Regions from separate parts of the Mus musculus genome. Here region 2 is linked to region 1. The links are chromatin contacts, called in public Hi-C maps. All regions are on one chromosome and are shown on one strand. Each heading gives the region's core, a stretch centred on a gene start, on an enhancer-like site or on the middle of the called end of the contact. The rest is flanking DNA. Distances are from core to core; before and after follow the strand shown. Region 1 overlaps Lncenc1 (long non-coding RNA, embryonic stem cells expressed 1). Region 2 overlaps Arhgef28 (Rho guanine nucleotide exchange factor (GEF) 28).

Region 1 (3,897 bases), core at 1,058-3,557:
CCTCTCTACTGGGATTCAATACTTACCATATGACCCCCTCCCCTGCCCCCACTCCCACCCTTGGCTGGAACTCCAAACACCTGCAGTTCGGAGCTGTCCAACTCATGAATCATGGATATCTGCTCAAATGGTCACTCCAAGGCTTCAATATGCATATACCTTATCTCTCCACAGGGGATACCCTGTGTATTGCTTTTAACAATAGTAGCTGTCTCCAGAGTTTGAAGCAAAGAAAACAGCACTGTGTCACAGGATTCAAAACATGCCACATAAAAATACCTAGCTGGTCTCTTAGCTATAATAATATCATCATTACTACAGTTATTACTGCTGATATTTAACATTTCAAATGCTACAATAAATTTTTTCCAGTTGTTGATCAATCTGTGCTCCAGATTGTTAAGTTGACCTCTCAGATCATCCTGCCAACCTGAGTCTAGTCATGGAGATAGAAAGAAGTCAGCAAGTCAGGCAGTGGTGGTACACACCTTAATCCCAGTACTTGGGAGGCAGAGGCAGGTAGATTTCTAAGTTTGAGGCCAGCCTGGTCTAGAGTGAGTTCCAGGATAGCCTGGGCTATACAGAGACCTCCCTACAAAAGAGAGACAGAGAGAGACAGAGAGAGAGACAGAGAGAGAGAAAGAGAGAGGAAGAGAGAAAGGAAGAGAAAGGAAGAGAGAGAGAGAGAGAGAGAGAGAGAGAGAGAGAGGAAGAGAGAGAGAGAAGCCAGCAAACAGCCTTTGCTTTCTCACAGCCCCAGGAAGGTTCACCCTGCAGCCTCCCATGCTGTCTATCAGCTAGCTCCTCAGTAGCACAGCATCTCCCAAGCAGAATTATAGCCCCTGCTTCAAAAAGGACATAGCATGCTTGGTTGTTCCCACTTTGGGCTCTCCAGTACCCCTGGTATCTGGAAAGGCCTGGCTTTTGTGTGCAGTGGTTGAAGAGAACCGCAGAAGGGAAAATTCTAAGGAAGGGCTATGCCCACGTCTTCTCTATATTTTCTATTCTATCCGCCAGCTCCCTTCGGTTTCGATTTTATATCATAGCTACCTATAATTCTATTCTGAAGACATGAAAGAAAAAAAAGCAGAGATTAATTTGGTGCTCATACATATGTATGCATGTGTAGTGTGTGTATGGTGAGGTATGTGATATGTGTAGTATGTGTATGTAGGGTGTGATGTGTGTGATATGTGTAGTGTGTGTATGTGGAGGGGTGATGTATGTGGGGGTGTGTAGGATGTGGGTTGTATGTGTATAGGGTATGGTGTGTGTGTAGTGTGTGGTATATGTGTGTGTGCATAGGATGTGGTATGTGTTTAGGATGTATGGTGTGTGTGCATGTGTGTATGATGTGGTGTGTGTGGTTGTATGGTGTGTGTATGGTGTAGGATGTGGTGTGTGTATAGGGTGTGTATACGGTGTGGTATGTGTGGTATGTATGCTGTGTGTGTGTAAAGTGTGGTGTATGTGTGTGTGCATAAAAAGTGGTGTGTGTGCAGGTTGTGTGGTGTGAGTATGTGTGTAGGATGTGGTGTGCGTGCGTCTGTGTGTAGGGTGTGGTGTGAGTATGAGGTGTGTATGATGTGTGTATGTATATGCATGTGTATGGTGTGTGTATAGGGTGTGGTGTGTGTGGGTACATGTGCACATGCACATAAGTGTATCAGCAGGCATGTGTAGTTCTGGATGATATAAAGGGTAAGAAGCATGAGCCGCAAAAAAAACAGGTAGAAAATAAAAGAAAGAAAGCAAAAAGAAAGAAAGGAAGGAAGAAGAGAGCGGGAGTGAAGCAGGGAAGAAGAAGGAGCTAACTTTCAATGTGATATTTTAAATAGTACTGAATGACCGGTCAGGACAAAGGCGGGAGTCTCCCAGGTTTGTGATCTCCTATGGTCTGTCTTTTATGCTCCCCTGGAGGTGGCACATTTGCTTCCACTAGGCCTGCGCCCCAAACTGTAGACAGGCATTTACCCTGGGCCGGCCTATGAAGACTGATGGGCGCGAGGTGGGTCACCGAATGTCAAAATGACTCACTAAAAAAATCACCCTGTTAGCCTGCCAAGCACCCCGGGCCTCTGGCCATCAAATCTGCGTCCTTCCACTGGAACTCTTGTTCCCAGATTCAGCGGTGAGCAGGTGGTATTTGTTTTTCAAAACTTGATCACAACTATCAGCCGCAAAAATTACCTGAACCAAGAGGAATCCCCCTGCTCGCTTTGTCTTTATCAAAGCTCCCTTTCAGAGAGCCTGAGGACCCGGAGGTCACATATTTCCTGTATGAAGTCAGGGAACCCAGGACAAGTAGTATCATTCAGTGTGTGCGCAAGCATTGCAAAATGCAGGTTCCTCTGCCCAGTTCCAAGGGTTGCCACAGTCACCAAGTTTATTTTGGTGACCTTTGAAAGCATGTATTTGTCTCAATAGATATGTTTTCTTTCCTAGATTGGTGTACAAAAGTCACAGGGAAAAAAATTACTTAGGAGGAAAATGTATTCTCATTGGTGTTTGAATAAGTGTTATTCACATCACAGCATAGATGATACACAAACAGCAGCGATGTTGGTTGGTAAATCTCCAACTATTTGTACATCGTTTGAACCTTCTACTTGCAGCCTTGGCCAAAAAAGAAAAATAAATAATGAAGAAACAGCAAAATTATAATGCCCATATTCCTCGTTGTTCCCATTTTCTATTGTGGTAAAAGGACGGCCAAGGTAAGCTCTACCAGTGTCACCACACCAAGTGTCACCACACCAAGTGTCACCACACCAAGTGTCACCACACCAAGTGCACTGGTCAGTTTCATTGAGACTGGATGACGCCGGGTAGTGGTGGTGCACGCCTTGAATTCCAGCACTTGGGAGGCAGAGGCAGGTAGATTTCTGAGTTCGAGGTCAGCCTGGTCTACAGAGTGTGTGAGTTCCAGGACAGCCAGGGCTATACAGAGAAACCCTGTCTCGAAAAAACAAAACAAAAACAAAACAAAACAAAACAAAACAAAACAAAACAAAAACAAAAAGACTTGATGATGAGTACCTAGTGATTAAACCGATGCATGTTAGTGTGCATCCACCTCCTTGAACAGCTGACCCCTTAGACTGTAACTCCATGGCCCCTCTCCCCAGGCCTCTGGTGACCACAGTTCTGTGAGTTTTCAGTTCTCCCACAGAGGCGGAACAGCACAGTACTTATCTTTCTGTATCTGGCTTACTTCACTCTGCAAAATGTATTCAAGGGTGACTCATGTTGTAGCCTGCATCAGATATCAGAATATCACCCTTTTCTAAGGTTAATGTCCCATTGTATGCAAATGCCACATTTGTTTATGCATTCAAACATTATCTACTCTGCTGGTGGACACTTGGGTTGTTCTTACCTTAGTCACTAATGCCCCTGTGTATGTGGTGTAGGAAAATCTGCCAAGTCCCTGGTTTCAGGTGTGTGGGCCATATATGCCTTTCACATTATTTTAATTATCTTTATGGAAATTCCTTCATCTGTCAGGGAAAACCAGTCTTTCAGCCCAACATGTGTTTTAGAGAGAGCTGTCGCTAACCTGGTAGAGGAGGTGAGCATCTCACACAGGAAGCTAGCACAATGCGGGGATCTGTGCAGCGACAAAGGCAGAGCCGGCGCACATCCTCCTCCTCTTCCTAGCTTCCTGTGCTAGATGCCCACTTCCTCCTCTATTCGGTTAACGACAATGTGGGGGATCTGTGCAGTGACAGAGGCAGAGCCGGCGGGCGGCACAGCCTCCTCCTCTTCCTCTAGGGCTTCATTTTAGAAATGCCCAGGGACCTCTTTGAAAAGGAAGTTGTCTTCACCATGAGAATGTGTGCTGTGAACTCCTGAACTGCTTGTCACCAGCAGCAGACAAAGACCCGGCAAGCTGGG
Region 2 (4,293 bases), core at 1,274-3,773, 560 kb before region 1:
AGAAGAGACTTTGATGAGGTTAATACCCAGAGGAAGTCATTAGGTCTTAAAAACTTCTTCCCTAAGAAGGGATTAATGTAGTTCTCTTGAGACCCTTGTTAGGTTTTGAGAAGACTGTTATGAACAAGCAAGACTGGTCCTTGCCTGTCTTCAGGTGGCCTGCCTTACATCGGATTTCTCCCCTGACGACCTCACGCTGCTGTGTTTTTGTTGTTAGTGACTTAACCAAGGAGCCCTCACAAGAGCCGCACTATGCTGTTTCAACCTTAACCCCCGTAAACTGTGAGCTAGGTGAACCTTTTTAATTTATAAGCTATCTAGCTTCAGACATTTTGTGATAACCGTAAGAAATAGTCATCCCAAAGGTATTCTAGGTAAAGAAGAGACTGGGACCATGTCAGGAAGGAAAAGGGAAGAATGGAATAATGACATTAGGAAGATGTTTCCACACATATTGTCATGTCAAAAAAAAAAAAAAAAAAGGAGGGAGACCCTCTCAGCATGCGAGATATGCTGTCACCTTCCTTTATGAGTTGGGGAATTGAGGCCCAGAAAGAAAAAAATGACTTGCCCTGCCTTGGAGACTGTTGTAGCAAAACTCAGCCTAGAGCTCAGACACTGAATGTAAGAGAATTCTGTTTCCCAGTAAACATGCCACCTTTTAGGAGAGGGAATGGAGGGAGGATGTCAAGAGCTTGCCCCTGTGGATGGAAAGGTACCAATGCTCCTCACCGCCTCAGCTCCCACTCCCTTCTGTGCACTGTTATGGAGGAAGAGAGCTGGCAGGGATAGCATTAGCGTTTCCAGACGCAAGACCTATTGCTAGCCTTTGGCACTGCCCCCTGCACACAGGCATGGTACTTGCACACACCCAAACTTTGGGCCTGGGAACTGATGGACAGGGGCCTGGAAGTAGGAAATTTGGAACCTCAAAGGGGTTTGTTGTGCATCTCCAGTGTCACGCCTGCCTGCATGCCACCATGCTTCCTGCCATGATGATAATGGACTAACCCTCTGAATCTAATACACCCCCAGCTAAATGCTTTCCTTTATAAGAGTTGCCCATGGCTATGCCACTTCTCCATAGCAATAGAAACCCTAACAATGTCTTCTAATGCCGCTCCTAAGCATTCTGTCTGTGGAGGGCACTCAACTTCAAAGCACTACAGAAAGAGAATGCTGGGATGCCTACTGTCTTCTCTGAGATTGAGAGAGGTGTGGACAGAGCTATAAACTATACCAGGAGTGGAGGAGACAATGGCTTTCTGCTTTCCCTTCTGCGTTGCTCAGGTTGGTCTCGAACTCTGGGTCTCAAATGAACCTCCCGTTTCTGCCTCCCCAGAGGAGTACTTCAGGCACACGTGACACCATGCTTATTTCGTTTTGCTTTGGAAATGAGCTCATATAATATTTGAAGGACGGGGTATTTGATCTGCACAGTCACCCTTAATAAGCACTTAGACGTACAATGATGTTTCAGAGGCTTAGTGATAACTGTTAAAGGTAAACTATGTAAATTCAAGAGCCCATTCACGCCTTTCTCCCTTCTCAGGAAGTTTCATGAATTAGGCGAGAGTGTGTGTGTGTGTGTGTGTGTGTGTGTGTGTGTGCACTGTATGGGTGTGTGTTTGGGTTTAATCTAGAAATTTACAAGAGAATGCCTGAATGAATAGGTCGTTTCAGAAAGCCTCAAAAAGAGAAAGAAACCTTTCTCCAAGATGACATAACTTGCTAACTTGTCTTTGTTCTTGGAGAGTTTTCTACTTAATTTCCCAGAGAGCAGGTTCAGTGCTGAACTCTGCCCAGAGGCATCTCTGTGTCCCAAACAAGAGGGGGTGGGGGCTGGGGGGGGGACATCGCAGGCCTATGGCAGACAACAGAGCTAACAGAGCCTCTTACTCCCCTTAGTCAAACAAATACTTAGCCAATGTTTTGAAAGTGACTCCTCTCCTCTCATCTCTGTAGGGGCAAAGAAGGAAGTATTACAATTTATCGTCTCCATGTTTAGGAGACATTATTAGAACGTGTGGTCTTGTTGGAGTGGGTGTGGCCTTGTTGGAGCAGGTGTGGCCTTGCTTGAGTGGGCGTGTCCTTGTTGGAGTAGGTGTGGCCCCAACTCCCACAGGAAAACCTGCTAAAACTTACAGTTGAATTTCATGATAAAGAGAAGGCATCCTGTCTGGGAATGTGGTTCGGTGGTAGAGTGGCTGCCCAGAATATGTAAGACATGTGCTTGTTCAATCCCCAACACTCAAAACAAAACTAAACAAAACAAAAATAGGAAAGCTGTAGGAAGGTAAGGTGGAAGGCATTGTGAAGGGATGCCAGTCAGTAGCCTTCGGTGTGCTGATGAGGTCTGAGCGGGGGTGGGGGTGGGGGGGTGGGGGGGGTGTGGTCCCTCAAAACAGACTCAGTCATACACTCAGCATAACAAAGTCATGGAAAAGAGCCCAGGCGTGCGAACCGCTGATTCATGAAGACACGGAAATGTTGTGTAACCCTCTTTCACTGGCCTGCGTGGTTATCTCTGTCTGCTTGGCATCTTTCCCTTAGCCGAACAGCGCTCATATAGTTGAGTGGGCAGCTCTCCTACTCTGGCCATGATGCTCACACAGTGTTCCTCCTACCAGTGATAGGCCCACGGTGAGCACATCACCCAGACACAGCCAGTCAGAACCCTTTCTCTGGGTTTCTCAAACTGGAATTTGGAGGGACATGCCTTGCTTCTCCCGTGGTATCTGTAGAAAGATTGGTGATGAAGCCACTGGCTATACAAAACGAGTCTGTAGTCAGAAGGAACGCAAAGAGAAGCAAATCTATGGTAAGGCCCTGTGAGGCTCCGGGCTGGGCTCCAAGCTCGCTTCCCTGTTTCTCAAGCTTTGTGTAGTAAATCCATTCAGCTCAGTGAATTTTCTTCCATCTCTTTTTACTTTAGCAAATTCAAGCGAGTGTCTCTTCTCACAAACTGGAAACCTCTGTCCAACTTCTCCTTCAAATGTAGCTCATGAGCCCTTTCCCCAGTTTTCCCTGAACCCCTCAGAGGTCAGCGTTCTTCCTCAGCTGCTTTGCCGCTGGATGTGGGTTCTTCTGCTAGCCCTTCTCTGTCACAGCTGACACGCCACGTCTCTACCCTAAGGGTCCCTGGGAAGCAGGGGTTGTCCTGTGCATTTCAAATCTCCAATGCTGGACCATGGAACTTGGTCAGTGAATGTTGGTTTCATTACTCTTTATTTGATCTACATTCAGTCTTACTTTCACGAGTACTACCCTATATATAGGCTGTGGGGTGAGGGAGGGCAGGAGTATATTTTTAATATGGAAAGCTTGGTTTGATGTAACAATGTAAGCGGACATTTTTAGCAACTGCTTGGTGTCGCCGGATAATAATTTGGTACCCTGGATTTCTCCTGACTGTTCTACACCCCTCTTTTCATCCTTGTCCATATTCACTGTGGCTTTGTGGTGGGAGTTGGGGGAGTTGCTGGTAGGAGGGGCCTGGTTCTTGAATCTTTGCAGTGATTTCTGGGTCTTTCTGGACTGATCTAGCCTCTTCAGAAACATAGCACTTGTGACCAAGGCCTGCTGCTGGGGTCCTCTCCTGGTGTCTAGCGTGGCTTGGTGATTCTCCTTTTGGACTTATACCAATTTGGCTTTACCTTGCCTCTCATATGACAGAACCTTGGGGTCTCTGCCCCTGGATGTTGTCCCACATGCCCTCTCCAGAAACATCTACCGTAATCTTCTTTTGTTCTGTGGTGGATGAGACGGTCGCCATATACGCTGAGCCCAGCCCCTGACTGCTTCTCTCTGAGGTGTTTAGGACCTTGGGGTACCATCCTCATGTGTAGGCAATGGAGAGCAGCCTGAGAAGATGAGCTCGGCATTATTGTTTGACCTTGGTGTATACACCCCATTCCCTCATGAGTCACGTGATCTGAATGAAACAAGAAAAGCCTACTGATTCTCAGAGTGGCCCCAACCTGTCTCACACTGCTTGCCTCAGCCAGAGAAACCACTTATTTGTGCCTTTAATCTCTATTATCCTACAGTGGGGAGCCCTGATCGTGGATAAATCCCATTTCCAGCTCTCTTTCATGCTAATCTGTCCAGAGTTTCCCCATAATGATGAAGTGAGTCAGGAATTCAGTAGTTTCTCATCTAGAAAAAAACATAGAATGATTTGAGCACTGCCCAGCAGTACTTAGCTTTCATCATACCACTCATTTTCCCACTCTTTCATTCATTAATTCACTCATCCTCCCATTCATTCATTCATTCATCCATTCTCCCACT

Evidence for each region. Hi-C and Micro-C count contacts between places; a contact is called where the count stands out from the background.
Region 2: a Hi-C map of ventricular fibroblasts shows a contact between it and region 1, with 3 times the contacts expected there. The contact joins two enhancer-like sites. A contact is called at or near these places in 1 of 484 Hi-C or Micro-C datasets (ventricular fibroblasts) and 2 of 115 datasets of contacts at active chromatin or transcription factors (astrocytes and embryonic stem cells).

What each region holds. Positions count from the first base shown.
Region 1 is chr13:97,442,366-97,446,262 of GRCm38.p6, reverse strand. All of the region lies in intron 1 of Lncenc1 (long non-coding RNA, embryonic stem cells expressed 1), which reads right to left. Among named protein-coding and RNA genes, the nearest start is that of Lncenc1, 9.3 kb to the right of the region's middle. Within about 2 kb of position 2,307, at least 148 of the 459 cell types and tissues checked have an H3K27ac peak or open chromatin away from gene starts, as enhancers often do.
Region 2 is chr13:98,007,056-98,011,348 of GRCm38.p6, reverse strand. All of the region lies in intron 9 of Arhgef28 (Rho guanine nucleotide exchange factor (GEF) 28), which reads left to right. Among named protein-coding and RNA genes, the nearest start is that of Gm34388, 120 kb to the right of the region's middle. Within about 2 kb of position 2,523, at least 57 of the 459 cell types and tissues checked have an H3K27ac peak or open chromatin away from gene starts, as enhancers often do.